Linked DNA regions of Mus musculus: region 2 is linked to region 1. A link is a contact called in public HiChIP or PLAC-seq data. All regions are on one chromosome and are shown on one strand. The core of a region is the stretch at or near the end of the contact, and the rest is flanking DNA. Distances in the headings are between cores, read along the strand shown. Region 1 holds the start of Dnaja3 (DnaJ heat shock protein family (Hsp40) member A3). Region 2 holds the start of Eef2kmt (eukaryotic elongation factor 2 lysine methyltransferase).

The links. HiChIP or PLAC-seq counts read pairs in DNA pulled down with a chosen protein or histone mark.
Region 2: an H3K27ac HiChIP or PLAC-seq map of extraembryonic endoderm stem cells shows a contact between it and region 1, with 4 times the contacts expected there. The contact joins the promoter of Eef2kmt here to the promoter of Dnaja3 in region 1. A contact is called at or near these places in 1 of 39 promoter capture datasets (embryonic stem cells), 4 of 484 Hi-C or Micro-C datasets (CD8 T cells, embryonic stem cells, natural killer cells and 1 more), 3 of 115 datasets of contacts at active chromatin or transcription factors (extraembryonic endoderm stem cells, pancreatic cancer cells and trophoblast stem cells) and 1 of 9 other capture datasets (liver).

The regions. Positions count from the first base shown.
Region 1 is chr16:4,681,162-4,688,346 of GRCm38.p6, forward strand. Dnaja3 (DnaJ heat shock protein family (Hsp40) member A3) reads left to right here and starts at 2,909. Exons shown (of 11, transcript NM_001135112.1): 1 at 2,909-3,183; 2 at 6,076-6,209. The coding sequence starts at 2,973.
Region 2 is chr16:5,251,533-5,258,717 of GRCm38.p6, forward strand. It overlaps Eef2kmt (eukaryotic elongation factor 2 lysine methyltransferase), which reads right to left and starts at 4,424. Exons shown (of 8, transcript NM_027446.2): 1 at 4,309-4,424; 2 at 1,493-1,555. The coding sequence starts at 4,404. Gm15983 (a long non-coding RNA gene) reads left to right here and starts at 4,431. Exons shown (of 3, transcript XR_003951974.1): 1 at 4,431-4,479.

The sequences.
Region 1 (7,185 bases), core at 1,659-4,158:
TCTTTGTTGTACACTTATCCTGCTCCCATTGGTTGGGGTAGTCAACTGTGGCAGGCAGGGGACTTGCCTTGTCTAATAATATTCATGTCCTAACTTGTCAACCAGGATGGGCTTTGTCTAACATTCATGTCTTTACTTGCTAACCAGGATGTCTTTTTCTGCCAAGTAGGATGTCAGTTCCTAAGGAGGTCTTGGGAACTTAAACTTTACTAGACTCCTACTCTAAATGGAAGTCTTACTCCAAATAGTTTCTTATATTGGTGCAGGTGCTCTCTTATGTTGGAGTCCATCTCAGGGGCAGCTTATACCATAAAAGCTCATACGCAGGTGCAGGAAGTGCTGCTGGGTGGTTGGTTCAGGTCCAAGCTTATTGTGGGTAACTATACAAAACAGTTCTACCGACTTCTATAGTGATTGATTTCCAGGGACACAGAACATAAGAGAATATGTAATCAGTCTTGGCATTAGAAAGTTTCCTAGTAACAGCAGAAACTTATGACAAAGTTTCCTTATGGTAGACTATCAAAGGTAGGTTCTCTGGAAGCACAGCAAGAGCTCTTACCTGCTGATCCTTCTCTCTAGCTCCAATAAAAATGATTCTTGCAGGGCTCAGTGGTGCCTATCTGTATTCTTAGAAATTTTCAAGAGTGAGTGGGAGGCTGGCTTGAGCCCACAAGTTTGAGACTAGCCTGGGCACTATAAGATTAATGACATTGCTATAGCGTGTACAACAGAGCCTGAGATTTGAGCAGTAGGAGCTCCAACTTTTTGTTGTTGCTGTTGTTTTTTGTTTTTTTGTTTTTGTTTTTCAGTTCATAGTCTTAGTCATTGTGCTGGAGATATTTGAATGCATTTGCTGCTGGATGCATTACAGAACTGTCCCCTCTCATTCCCTGCGCCTTGCCTTCCTCCTTGTTTCACTGAAATGCTCTTTGTTCCCATCACTGACACCCATGCACAAGCTCTCCAGCTGCCCTTGCACTTTACACTAGCTTCATAACTACTTTCTGCTTGATTGGTAGTTTTTGACCTTAAGAGTCTCAGAATCCACTGAGAATTTGGTTGGTGAAGGTTATGGATATCTATCCAGGGTAACATGCACACACATTTTGTGTACAAAACTGGGGGGTAGAAAGTGCCAGTGTGCTCTCTCTTGTGCACGTGTATGTGTGTGTGTGTGTGGTGTCAATGTAGACTGATCATCCTAAACCCATTCATAAGCCCTCAGATTCTCTTCCTTTTATTTGGGAGGGTGGTGAAAAATGTAACTTTCCTAACTAACCAGCCCCAGTCTAGCTTTCTGGCTTCATTTTCAGTTATGTATACTAAATTTAAGGTTTAAGCATATACTTCTACACATTTAGACACCAGCTTTTATAGCTTTTTTAAAAAATTTTTGTAATAAACTGATGACATGACTGTTCCATAGTATGCTAGACCTGGTAATTTGAGGAGAGAGAGAGGGAGAGGGAGAGGGAGAAAGAGAAAGAGAAAGAAAGAGAATCGAAGGGTTATAAGCTTGGGGAAGTGGGACCCATGAGCTGCAGAGTTTGAAGTTGGGGAAGAAGTGAGAAGAGCTAGGATGCTAGCATGAACTTTGAAATTTGAAACAGGTACTTTTGGTACAAGGGAGCCTGAAGGCCTGATGTGCTTTGGTATGCTAATAGTCACCACAGATAGCCACGTGTCCCTTCAGCCAGGGATAAAGAAAATGACTCCTTTTGATAATAGGAACCAGCTTCACAATTTTTTTTTTCAAAAACAGGATTTCTCCAGGTAGCCCCAACTATCCTGGAACTTGCTCTGTAGTCCAGGCTGGCCTCAATCTTAGAGATCTGCCTATCTCTACCTCCCATGTGTTGGGATTAAAGTTGTGAGAAACCATTGCCTGACTTGCTGGTTTTTATCTAACCACTAGAAATCCTGTACTCCAGGTTGAGTCTTATTTCTGGATATTTGTACTGCCTTTTGGAGTTTGGGGAGTTGGATTTTCCTTCGGGCCTAACTCGAAGATGGGGGTCTCATGTAGCCCAGACTATCTCGAATTTGCTCTATAGCTGAAAATGATCTTGAACTCCTGATCATCCTACCTCAATCTAGTCTGGCAGCTTTTGGTGTTTTCGTCACTTGGAATACTACATCTGTACTCGATTCACTTTTCATCAAAGTTCAGTTATGGACATTATGACTCAGAAAGTTTAACAGCCCACCCCCACCCCCCACTGCCAAGCCTTATGCGTGTAAGAAACTTATCATAAGAAACAGATCGAGTACACTGGTATGCTTGTAACTGTGCACCTTTGATAGCACTTACCGTTGTTACTTAATAAGAAGTCTGTCCCTGTAAGGCGAGTTTGCTCCCCTGGAGCGGGTTTCCTCTAACATTCTTTCTAGAACATGGATAACAAACAGCAGGCGCACAATACATAATAGGCATTTACAATGCTCATTGAATTTTCGCTACAGGTTTGGAGAAGGCTAACGTGTTTAAGACGGACCTGAGTGTTTCAAGTTCTGCTGGGAAGGAATCAGACGCGGAAAAACTGCAGCCAACAACCGGGGTGGAGCCTTTCTGAGAGAACATGTAATAAGATGTAATTTTCAGGGTCAAGGGAGGGCATCCACACGGGGTATACCGGAATCTGATACTGACGCCGCGTTGTCTGCTGGGGTTTGTAGTTCCTGCCAGGGCAAGGCTCGCTAGATTATGGTTGCTGCACTCAGCGACAACATTCACAAGTAAAGTGCAGCATTCGTTCCTACCTCACAAAATTCCAATACAGGGAAAAGTTACAAACTGACATCCTCATAGTCTAGCACTTGTACACGTTGGCCTAGGTTCTACCGTTCGGAGACCGAGGCGCGTGCGCAATGCTTACGCTCTGCGTGCTACGGATGCCTCGCCTCCGGAAGACGCGACCGGCGAGGCGGGCCAGTGACGGTCTGCGCAGGCGCAGTGTCCCCGGGCCAAAATGGCTGCGTGGTGTTCCCCACGCTGGTTGAGGGTGGCAGTGGGGACTCCCCGGCTGCCGGCTGCAGCGGGGAGAGGGGTCCAGCAGCCCCAGGGGGGCGTAGTGGCAACATCCCTGTGTCGCAAGCTGTGCGTCTCTGCCTTCGGGCTTTCCATGGGCGCTCACGGCCCCCGGGCGCTGCTGACATTGAGACCCGGTGTCCGCCTCACAGGTGAGGGAGGCTTCCAGCTCTGGAGTAGAGGCTCCTGGGATTAGAAAGGGCGATTCGGCTCCATCTGATGACCAGGGTAGCGGGATGGAGATGTCTTCCGGCCCAAGAGAGGAATTTCTGGGGACACAGGCAAGCAGGAGGCAGAGAGGCCAAGGTGCTGGCTACCCAGAAGCCGTCGAGGGGAAAGAGCTGCGTGGAGCCGGAGGTGTTGAAACGCTCCGAACGCCATGAACCTTCACCTCTGTCAACAGTTCACCTCTCTGTCCAGGCTGCTGCCCCCTTGTCATAGCCCTTCTCTTTTTCTTCACGCTCTAGCTTGTAGTGGAAGATGTAACTGCCATTTAGTGAGTGCTAGGCACCCATAAATCAAGGGAGATGCAGGTGCTTGCCCTCATTAAGGTTAGAGAGTGTGATGAATTGTCATTTCATAGCGTTCATCCTAAATATCACGTGGTGTAATAGAAGGGCATTTATCAGTCTTTTAGAATCCTTAAGTCAGTGAATGTAATAATGGAGTCTAACATTTATTAAACATTGTGTAGGAAGTATGATTTCACTCCTTGGAGAATGTTTCAATGTGACAGGCATTGTTAACCATTCCATTTTATGGAGAAACAGGTTTAGATGTTAAAAAACTTGAAAAAGTCACAAAGCTAAAAACTGGTAGACTTGGTATGGTACCTACCTTCCTTATAGCTGGAGGGGATGCCAAATTAGTGTGCATTAAGCCTTGAAGTGTTTTAGCCACGATCTTGTCTGTCTCTTTAAAAAATATTTTTGTAAGTTATTTTGAGTTCTGTGTGTCTGTGTGTGGGTATGTGCTCTTAAGTACAGGTGCCCAAAGGGGCCAGAGGCATCTGATCCCCTGTAATTATGAGCTGCTAGACTTAGGGACTAGGAACTGAACTTGTGTCCTCTACAAGAGCAGTATGTGCTTTTAATTGCTGAGCCATCTTTCTGTCATCATAGTTCCTTATACTGTGTTATCACTTAATTTTCAGTGAGAATGAAGGAAGCAAGCACTGAACTTTATTTTGGGTAGTTCTAGGGATCAAGCATAAGGCTTCATGCATGCCTTAGAGTGGCTTTTAAATTATGTATCCTTGTGTGAGAGAGATATGGAGGCGCATGTACACAGGCACTAAGTATTACTTCTGTATGAAAGCATAACTGAAGAACTGCAGTTGGCTTTCCTCAAGTCAGCCCATAGGCTACAGTGGGCATATTTTATCTCAAGTGACAATATGTGTGGACATGGCATCCTGTAGTGGTGTATCCTGACACCACATCTAAGGTCATCAGTTTGGCCCCAAACTTTAGTCTGTGATCATTCCTCAAGTCCCAAACAGGGGCTGGAGAGATGGCTCAGCTGTTCAGAACGCTGACGGCTTTTCTAGAGGACCCAGGTTCAATTTCAATTCCCAGCACTCATATGGTAGCTCTCAGCTGACTGTGGCTGTAGTTCCAGGGGATCTGACACCTCTTCACAGACATACATTCAGTCAAAATACCGAAACATATGAACTAAAAAGAAATCATAAAAAAGAAATCTCCTAACCAGAAAGAAATCAGCAATTAGCTACTGGATTAGGCATTCTTAGAACAACATGAAGACTAATCCTATTCTGGGTTCAAAAAGCAAGACATGTGCTGGGCATACTTTGTAGAGAAAAAAAATAGATATTTCCTAGTAGTTGCTAATCATTGGCCTTTAGAATAGAAAAAAGCATCCGCTGTGTAATAGTTACCTGTGGTTATTCACAGTTTCCTTGAGCTGTCTGCTGATGTCGTAGAAGCTGGTACAGCTGACAAACTTTTGCCACTAATAGACTCATGCTCCTGATAATGGAAGGAGTGAGGAGTACAGGAATACAGCCAGGCAGGTAGCAAGTAAAGAGATCCAATATAGGATCACCAAGTATCGAGGTCTAATGTCTTCTCCGGGAGTGACTGAAGAGTCAATCACAATCTCATTCTGATTATTCCTGCTCATTCTTTTTTTTTTTTAATTCCTTTCTATATACTTTTTATTTTATTTTATTTTAATTAGGTATTTTCCTCATTTACATTTCTAATGCTATCCCAAAAGTCCCCCATACCCACCCCCCCCACTCCCCTACCCATCCACTCCCCCTTTTTGGCCCTGGCGTTCCCCTGTACTGGGGCATATAAAGTTTGCATGTCCAGTGGGCCTCTCTTTCCAGTGATGACCGACTAGGCCATCTTTTGATACATATGCAGCTAGAGTCAAGAGCTCTGGGGTACTGGTTAGTTCATATTGTTGTTCCACCTATAGAGTCTATATACTTTCAACTTCTCTGGCTGATTGTTTGTTTGTTTTTGTTTTTGTTTTTTGTTTTTTTGTTTTTTCGAGACAGGGTTTTTCTCTGTATAGCCCTGGCTGTCCTGGAACTCACTCTGTAGACCAGGCTGGCCTCGAACTCAGAAATCCGCCTGCCTCTGCCTCCCGAGTGCTGGGATTAAAGGTGTGCACCACCACGCCCGGCTGTTTTTGTTTTTACTTTGGAAACAGGGTGTTCTATGTTCCAGACTGGCCTAGAACTTCCTGTGTAGCTATGAATGGAGCTTGAACTTTTGATCCTCTGCATCCTTTTCCTCATGTTAGGATTATGCTGGGTTTGTTCAGTTCAGGGAATCAAATTCAGGGCCTTGTGCATACCTGGTAAGCAGTGTACCTACTGAACTATGTCCCTGAGCTTTGCCCACATTTGAAGAACATTGAGTTTGGCCTCTAGTGTACTCAGTGGGAATAGGCCCTATAGCTGGGGCTTGTTTGCTTTTTTACAGATATTTCGTAGCTGGTCACTTATTTATAATTTCTTCTTGTTGGATAAACTCCCAGACTAACTTACTTTCTTGTTTCATTTCCAGGAACAAAAAGTTTCCCTTTTGTTTGTACCACCTCTTTCCACACAAGTGCTTCTTTGGCCAAAGATGATTATTACCAGATCCTGGGAGTGCCCCGAAATGCCAGCCAGAAAGATATCAAGAAAGCCTATTATCAGGTCTGTATTGGTCTTAGGTTTACTGACAAGACTGTAGAAAGATTGCTGGTCTGGTCACTGTGTGTGTATGTGTGTGTATGTTTTGCTTTAATTTTTGTTGGTTTTTTTTTTTTTTTTGTTTTTGCTTTTCGAGACAGGGTTTCTCTGTGTAGCCTTGGCTGTCCTGGAATTCATTCTGTAGACCAGGCTGGCCTGGAACTCAGAAATCTGCCTGCCTCTGCCTCCCGAGTGCTGGGATTAAAGGCATGTGCCACCATGCCTGGCTTTTGTTTTAGTTTTTAAATTTGTGCATCTGTGGAATATGCACATGACTGCAGATGTTCACAGAGGACAGGGGTAAGGGATCCCCTTGGGACTATAGTTACAGGCAGCTGTGAACCATCTAACATGGCTGAGAATTGAGTTCAGGTCTTTTGGGAAAGGGGTATGTGCTCTTAGCCACTGAGCCATCTCTTCAACCCAGCTTGGTGCTGATGTTGTCTGGTCCTTACTGCCTTGATGTATAGCCTGCTAAGGCAGGTCACAAGCAGCCGAGCCTATGGAATGATCTGGGAAAGATGGAGTTTGGGGTGCCTTTGGTGGGCAATGAATGTGATATCAATCTGTTAACGTTTTAAGAAAGAAGAGAAGAGGCAGGTAAGATGGCCCAGTGGGTAAAGGCATTTGACATCAAGCCTAGTGACCTGAGTTCAATTCCTCCAAAACCATTTAAAGTCAGGAGAGAACTGATTTCACACGTACACCATGCTGTCCACACAATTATGACATATATAAATAAATAGAAATTATATAGGTAAACATCATTACTCTTTTTTTTAAAGCAGTTTTATCATTATGTATTTTATATATAGGGGTACACTGTAGCTGACTTCAGACACACCAGAAGAGGGCATCAGATCCCATTATGGATGTTTTTGAGCCACCACGTAGCTGCTGGGAATTGAACTCAGGAGCTCTGGAAGAGCAGTCAGTGCTC
Region 2 (7,185 bases), core at 3,174-5,673, 570 kb after region 1:
AGATCTTAAAGGAGCGTGCTGAGTTTGGTTGGTCACCCATGGGAGGCTGTGAGACAAAGCCTGCCTGCCTCCCCCTTCATCTTTCTGATACAAGATAGCTTAGACTGAATCTGCATTGGCCCTGGCTCAGCATAGAATTCCTGGTCTAGGCTCCTAGGGTGGGCTCAGCTGCTAGGTTGTCACAGGATTTTCCCTCTCCTATTGCATTAGGGCAGTGGGAGGCCTGTGACAGGACAGGGAAAAGGGAGGTGAGCTAATAGTTGCAGAGACAGGGAGCATCTTGGGGGGGGGGGGGGGGAGGAAGATGGCAGTAGACGTGAATCATCATAGCTATGACCAGCCACGGGTTCTTATATCATAAAGGTTAGAATATTGGGATAATTTGTCCAATCTAGGTGGGCAGCTTTTGTCATTATCAATTGGTTCTGAAATGATTGTATTAGAATCTTGTGTACTGAGAATTTATTGGTACATAAATCTGACTGGTTAACTAATAAGCACTGAGCCTTGTTTTTACCAGATTACTGGGTATTAAACCATGAGGATGGCGGGTCTATTTGGTTACTGGAATGTGGGACAGAGTTGGTGGGACCCAGCCAAGAACATAGTGTTGTGGCCCACCAGTGCTGGTACTAGAGCAGGAACGACGTGGCCCGGCGGGGCTGGAGAGTTAGCGGGTTGAGAGAAGCAGGAGCACGGAGAGTTGGTGGAGTCATTTTGTTTTTTTCAAATATTCCCCGCAACAGCTAGGGACAAATGTCTTCCCTGAATTTGTATTCAAACATGCTCCTTCTGGGGAGGAAGATTACAGTTTTCCCTGCTGAAAGTCACGACCCTCAAGGTTAAGGCACAGGACATGGTGGTGTGGCTTGTCCAAGAGTAGGCAAGATGGGCTCTATTATTATGCAAAGAACAACATTTCAAAGCAGTTAACTAATGCTGGAAACAGTCATATGTCACCTGTCATCTCTGGTTCAAGACTTCCCAGAGGGTGTGGGGTGGAGAGATGGCTCAGTGGTTGAGAGCACTGGCTGCTCTTCCAGGGGACCCAGGTTTGATTCCCAGCACCCATGTGCTAGCTCACAACTGCCTATATTCCAGCCCCAGGGAATCTGACACTCTTTTCTGGATTCCAAGGACAGTGAATACATATATTTCTCTGTCTCTCTCTCTGTCTCACTCTCTCTGTGTGTCTCTGTCTCTCTCTCTCTCACACACCAACCTAAAAGTTAAAGCCATCTAGAAAAAAATGGCATAGTATCGTTCCATAGAGATAAAGCCTTAAAAAAAAATCTCCTAGCTTCCCTCATCTCGTGCAGTTTAAATTAGAATTTGAATTTCTTATTCATCCACTAAAACCAAACATCTGTCTGTAGTGCTATGCCTATGGGTAATGCCAACACAAGTGCTGTTTTTGTTCTCTGGACACTGGTGTTTGGAAAGGATACTGGCAAGGCTTGGGTCTGCTGTCTGGGGATGTTGGGGCTCTTACCCTCTGCAGAATAGCCAGCAACAGCTCAGAACCCGAGGGGTCCTTTAGTTTTTCTTCTAGGCTCTGTGAGAGAGAGAGGAGAGAGAGAGAGATCATCTCAGGGACATTTTCTCAGCAACAGTACACTCCTGTGGAATATTCCGGTAAACAGTATAATCCTAGGGGCTAATCCTAAGTAGAAGCCACCAGAGGTGAACTTGCTCTAATGTCACGGGCCACATATGGCTGAGTATGAGAAGACCGTGTCCCGATTCACATCAGATGTGGCTGCCCAGCCAGAAGTCATGGGGTCATGGCAACTTTGGGGCTGAGCTGGTAAGCTGGGAACAAGTTACAGCGTAAAGGCCTGAGATCTGCTCTCTAAGCTAAAATGGAGACTCAGATGTGTGGTGCCAAGCCTGAGGACGGCATCTTTGACACAGGGACTATAGCTACAACTCCAGTCAGGCAGGTATGTGACACACAGCAAGCCACTTTATGTCAATCAGGTTCTCTACAATCTGCCTTGACCCTTTTCTGAGCACAGCTATACAGTGTTATTTCTGCTCCCTGCACTGTGGCCACAGCAGCTGGCTTGCTGCTCTTAAGCACGGCAACCATGTTTCTACCACAAGACCTTTGCTCCCTCTTCTCTGAGACCATCCCTGGGGCTTGGGTAGCAGTTCAAGTACCTCTTTGGGGAGGCCTTTGATGACTCTACTTTGTTTGTCATTTCCTTGTTTATTTTTTCATCCGTCTGAGACAGGGTCTCATCTTGTAGCTGGGGCTGGCCTCTAATCCACAGACTCTCCTGCTTTAGGACCCCAAGCTGTGGTTATAGGCATGAGCTGCCACACATGGTTTTGCCTGGTGTCTTCTGGTTCCTTACTGTTTTAGGGCTGGCTTCTCATGTGTTATGATGTGCCCTGGTGTGCAGCTCATGGACGGCATTCAGTAAATACTTACTGACCCAGTAACTGCTAGGAGGCACTCAGTGCACTTCCACAGTCAGGTGGAAGTCAGGGTTTGTACCCACGTACTCCCACAAAGTGAGATACAGGAGGGGCTGCCAACAGTATACAGGAGCAACAGTAATCAGGCGGTTAAGTCCACAATTCGTGTTCATGATAGTCTTTAGGTTCTTGGTAGAAGCGCTCTTATGTTCATTCTCCTATACATAAGCTACAGTTTGGGGGATGGGGCAGTATGACTCCCTAATTTGGAGCTGTGGGACTCTCCCTTTCTACCTTGGTTGCCTTCAGCAAAAGGATTGTCAGTCTGACAGCTTATACCAGCCTTGGCTGCCTGAACACTCCATAAACACCCTTAGACAACCAGACCTGATTGTCATGACTGCTGAAGCTGCGGGCTCAGCCGGGGCTGTTTGAAACTTTTTGCTGTTACAAACCTGGGTGTACAGTGTATTGCTCTGCACTCATTTCCTGTGGGACAGAGGGGAGCACGCCCCCTAGTGGCGTAGCGGAAGGATGGCTGGGATGGAACAAGAGGCAAAGCCGTGATTGGTTCAGACACCTACACAGCCTGCTGCTGTGGTCAAAGAGGGAGTAGACTGTAAGGAACCCTCCCGCGCTACCTCCTGGGAAGAGTCTCTTGCCTACTTTAGTAGTGCGGGCTGCGGGGGTAACAAGGAGAAAGCAGACCCAGTCAAGGCTCAACAGTGGACGGCAGAATTGTAAAAGCAGACAGGCTGGCCATGGTCAAGAGCTAATGAATCCGCACTTCCAAGACCTGCACAAGAGCTGTATGTTTCTAAGGGCTGCTGCCAAGGGCTGAAGAAATCCAATACCTTGGCCTGCTGGGAAGCTCGCAGCCAAAAATGTCCTAAGAACTCCCGGAGGGCCAAGGGCCCTACACTCAAGAAACCTGCAATTACTGGTCTTGTCTGCCTACAGCCGGCACAGAAAAACACAGTCAGCAGAGATCAGCACTCCCAGAACTTTTTGTCTATCTATGATTTCTAGCTGGGCAAAGGAAAAGAAGTCCAGCTGTTTAGTAGCAAGAGGCTGCTATCATTGTATCCTTTACTGTATTAATTAGAAATGATGGCACAGAGATGTAGCCTCTTGTAAAGTCCCACAGCACACAGGGGGTTGAATTAGAACTATAAGCAGGAAGCTGGCCTCCCCGGCCAGAGCTCTGATTCTTTCCTTCTTAAACTCCTGGTCAAATGGAGTGACCACAGACGCCAGTGCTGTGCACTGTGGGTGACCCTGAGCAAGTACTTAGCACAGCACATGAACTATTATTACAGTTGACATTGAATAAGGACTTATATGTTATTCGGGTTTCGTTTTGCGTTAAGACCAGAGATATTTTATGTCGATGAAATAATACAACTACCCAAACCACCCAACGAAACCGGGTAGACTCTGGAGGAATACAAATCTATAGTAACTCATGCCGGTGAGCTCACCGCACAAGAGTTAACAGCGAGGCACGCTCTAAAGGATCCTCGCGTCCGAGCTGCAGGTCCCCAGGCCACAGGGAAGCACCATTTTCAGTCCGAACTCCCTCTGAGACGGTTCTGCCTGAAGCCTGCCCTTCGGATGGGGACCTGGCCTCCTTTTCAGGAGAGCGCGGCTCTTGCCATTTGAAGACGTTTAGTTTTTCAAAGTTGTTTTGCAGTCGCCAAGATGACCGATTACTGGCTTAAAAGTTGCTAAAATAATCCAGCCCGGTTCGTGACCCTGTAAACCCTGCCGGGGAAGGGCCCGCCTGCCTCCCCCAGTCCAGCGGTGAGCAAAGGCGGCCCGAGACTCCCGGCCCCGCCGCCCGTGGTGCTCGACCCTGATACCCGCCGCACGCCCGCCGCCCACCTGCCAGGGAAAGGAGGGCAGCGCGCGAGCCGCCAGGAAGCGGCGCTCGAAACTCTGCAGCAGAGACGTGGCCCCCTCGTGGTCCTCAGGCGCCATCGCGGGGCAGGGCCAGGGTTGCCTGGAAACGGGCGGAAGCGAGGCCTGAGACGGAGGAGGCGTGGCAACTAGGAGGTAAGATGTGGGCGGGGGCTAGTCTATGTTCCGGCCCAGGAGGCGGGGCAAGATGGTGCCCGCGGGGCGGGGAGTACGGTGGGGCAGGGTTAGAGGCGGACCGGGCCGGGTTGGGCCTGACTGGGGAGCGTTTTAAACAGTTCCTGGAGCTGGAGCTGGCAACTTGGAGGCGAAGCCTAGACTGGCTTGGGGGCGGGGCTCAGAGGGCGGTCCTTGGCAGGAACTGGGGGTTGGAAGGTGGGCCCGAGCGGGAATGGGGGTGGGGCTGAGATTGAGGTTGAGCAACTCTTAGCCGGTTGTCTTTGGGTGGTCTGGGGCGAGCTCAGATCAGCCGGGGGCGAGGCTAGGGTGGGTCTGCCCTCGAAGTAGCCGAGGAAGATTTTTGGAGGGGTCTAACCCCACCTGGGTGTTAGGAAGTGATACCTGGGATCCTTCAGCCTACCTGCGCACGCACACGCGCGAGTGCGCGCGTGTACACACACACATCCACGAAGCCAGGTCAGCATAGGGGACCAAGGAGTTGGTCTTTATTCCCTGAACTGGGTTCATTTAAATAAAATGAACTGAGATTGTTTCTGTGGGGTTTCATCTTTTAATTTCTTTACGTTATTTGTGTATATGTGTTCACACACACACACACATATAACAGTAACAGTATCTGCTCTGAAAATTAGTGCACAGAATTGCAGAGGCTTCCAGCAGGAGTTTTGTTTCATCTTGCAAGGAATAGAATCTGAACTAAGAGTGGGAGTTAGCTGCAGTGGGTGGCAGAGTATTCTGTTCAAAGTCCCTAGAGTTGAAAGGCAGGACACTGGCAAGCCACCCCTGTTGTCCTCCAAGTGTGCACTGTCATTCAAGGTGTAACAGTTCAGTTTAGCAAATGTCTCAAAATCTCCATTTGGAAGCTTCTAGAGCTAGCTTGTTAAATATACTTGCAGAATGTTGATGAAGGGGACAGATTGTATCCCATTACCTCCTTTAGACAAGAAATCCTGAGGTTTGTTTTGGAGAACAACAGAAGGGAATTAATTACAGTCAGGTCTGTGACCCTCCAAAAATCCAGGCCAGCATAGGGGACCAAGATGGGATTGGTCTTTTATTCCCTGAGCTGACTTGATTTAAATAAAATGAACTATGATTGTTTCTGTGGGATTTTGCCTTTTAATTTCTTTACATTGATTATTTGTGTATGTGTGTGTTTGTGATCCACCACACATAAATAGAAGTCAGAGGATGGCTTGAAGAAGTTGGTTCTTTCCTTCTACCATGTGGGTTGAACTCAAGCCATTTGGCAAGTGCCTATACCCACTGAGTTATTGAAGTAGCATTATTGGTTTGTTTTACAGTGTCTTGCTATGCAGACCTGGCTAGGTTGGTATTCTCTTTGTAGCCCGTCTTGGCCCGAACCTTGCAGTGATGCTCCTGCCTCAGCCTCCAAAGCACCCAGGCTTCTCGGTGTGTGCCGCCATGCTGGACTATTACTGTGACTCACATTGCATATTCCTCATGCTGCACTCACCCAAGGAGCATGGGACCTGGTGACTGAGGAAGGCTGGCTTAGAGTGGCCTCCGGGGCGCTCACTTGCCTGTGCCATTTTGATCAGTTCCCTGCCTGCAATTGGTGATACAAGAAATGGGAACCAGAGAGATACACTTGTACATCACTCATATTAGTGATTGATCACTGCTGCTACAGAACAAAAGAGCAGCAGTTGGCATCATAGTAGTACTACATGATGTATCCTAAAGTATTAGCCAGTGGAAGCTGGTCTAACCTTTTGATACCACAGACAAGAACAGTTTGAAAAAAGACCCTACGTGGGCTACAGAGCCATCTTATCTTGGAGTGCAACAAAAATCATGCATTTTAATTAGATCTGAATGTAGGAGGGACAAGTCACAGAGGGATCCTGTGTGTGTGTGTGTGTGTGTGTGTGTGTGTGTGTGTGTGTGTGTGTGTGTATGCGCCAGCGAGCGCGCACACAGTGCATCTCCATTACTGTTCCTGTTCCTCTCAGTTTTTTTGAGACAGGGCCTGGCATTGTTCCTGGATCCCACTGCTAGTCTGGCTGCTCCCTACAAATTAACACTGGTGTTACAAGTGTGGATGACTCTGGATGAATGGATTCAATTCCATTTCTCATACTTGTAAGGCAAGCCCTTTACCAACTGAACCCAATTCACCGAAGGACTTTTGAGAACCCAGGAACCTCACAGGCGTGATGTGTTCAGGTGTAAGAGTGCTGATTCCTGATGTCGATGTCTGATCTGAGTGTTTCTGCACCTTCATTGTAAGAGGCAGTAGTGCAGGGGCTACATTAAAGGCTCCCTGTAATCTAATAATAACCTAATGCATTTTAGCTATATGAAGCCATTGCCTTTTAGAAATTATGCTTTGGGTTTGGGAGTTCAATCAGCATGAAGAAGTTTTTTCCTCTATCTCTTCTCTGGCTAATGGTTTCTGTAAGAAAAAGGGCCAATTGATTTCTTCCTAGAATGTTGCTTCAGGGTGCAGTGACCTTTTATAGGTCATGTTTCAACTTATAGAAAAATTTTATAGCTCAAATATAAATTGCACCAAATGCAGACTCTATAATGGAATTTAAGGTTAAATAAAGTTTCAACCTTCCTCAGGCTGTTTCCAGCATCCAAGAAGCCCCGCAGCTTTGGAGACAGGTGCTATGTTAAAGTCTCAGCAGGGTCAAG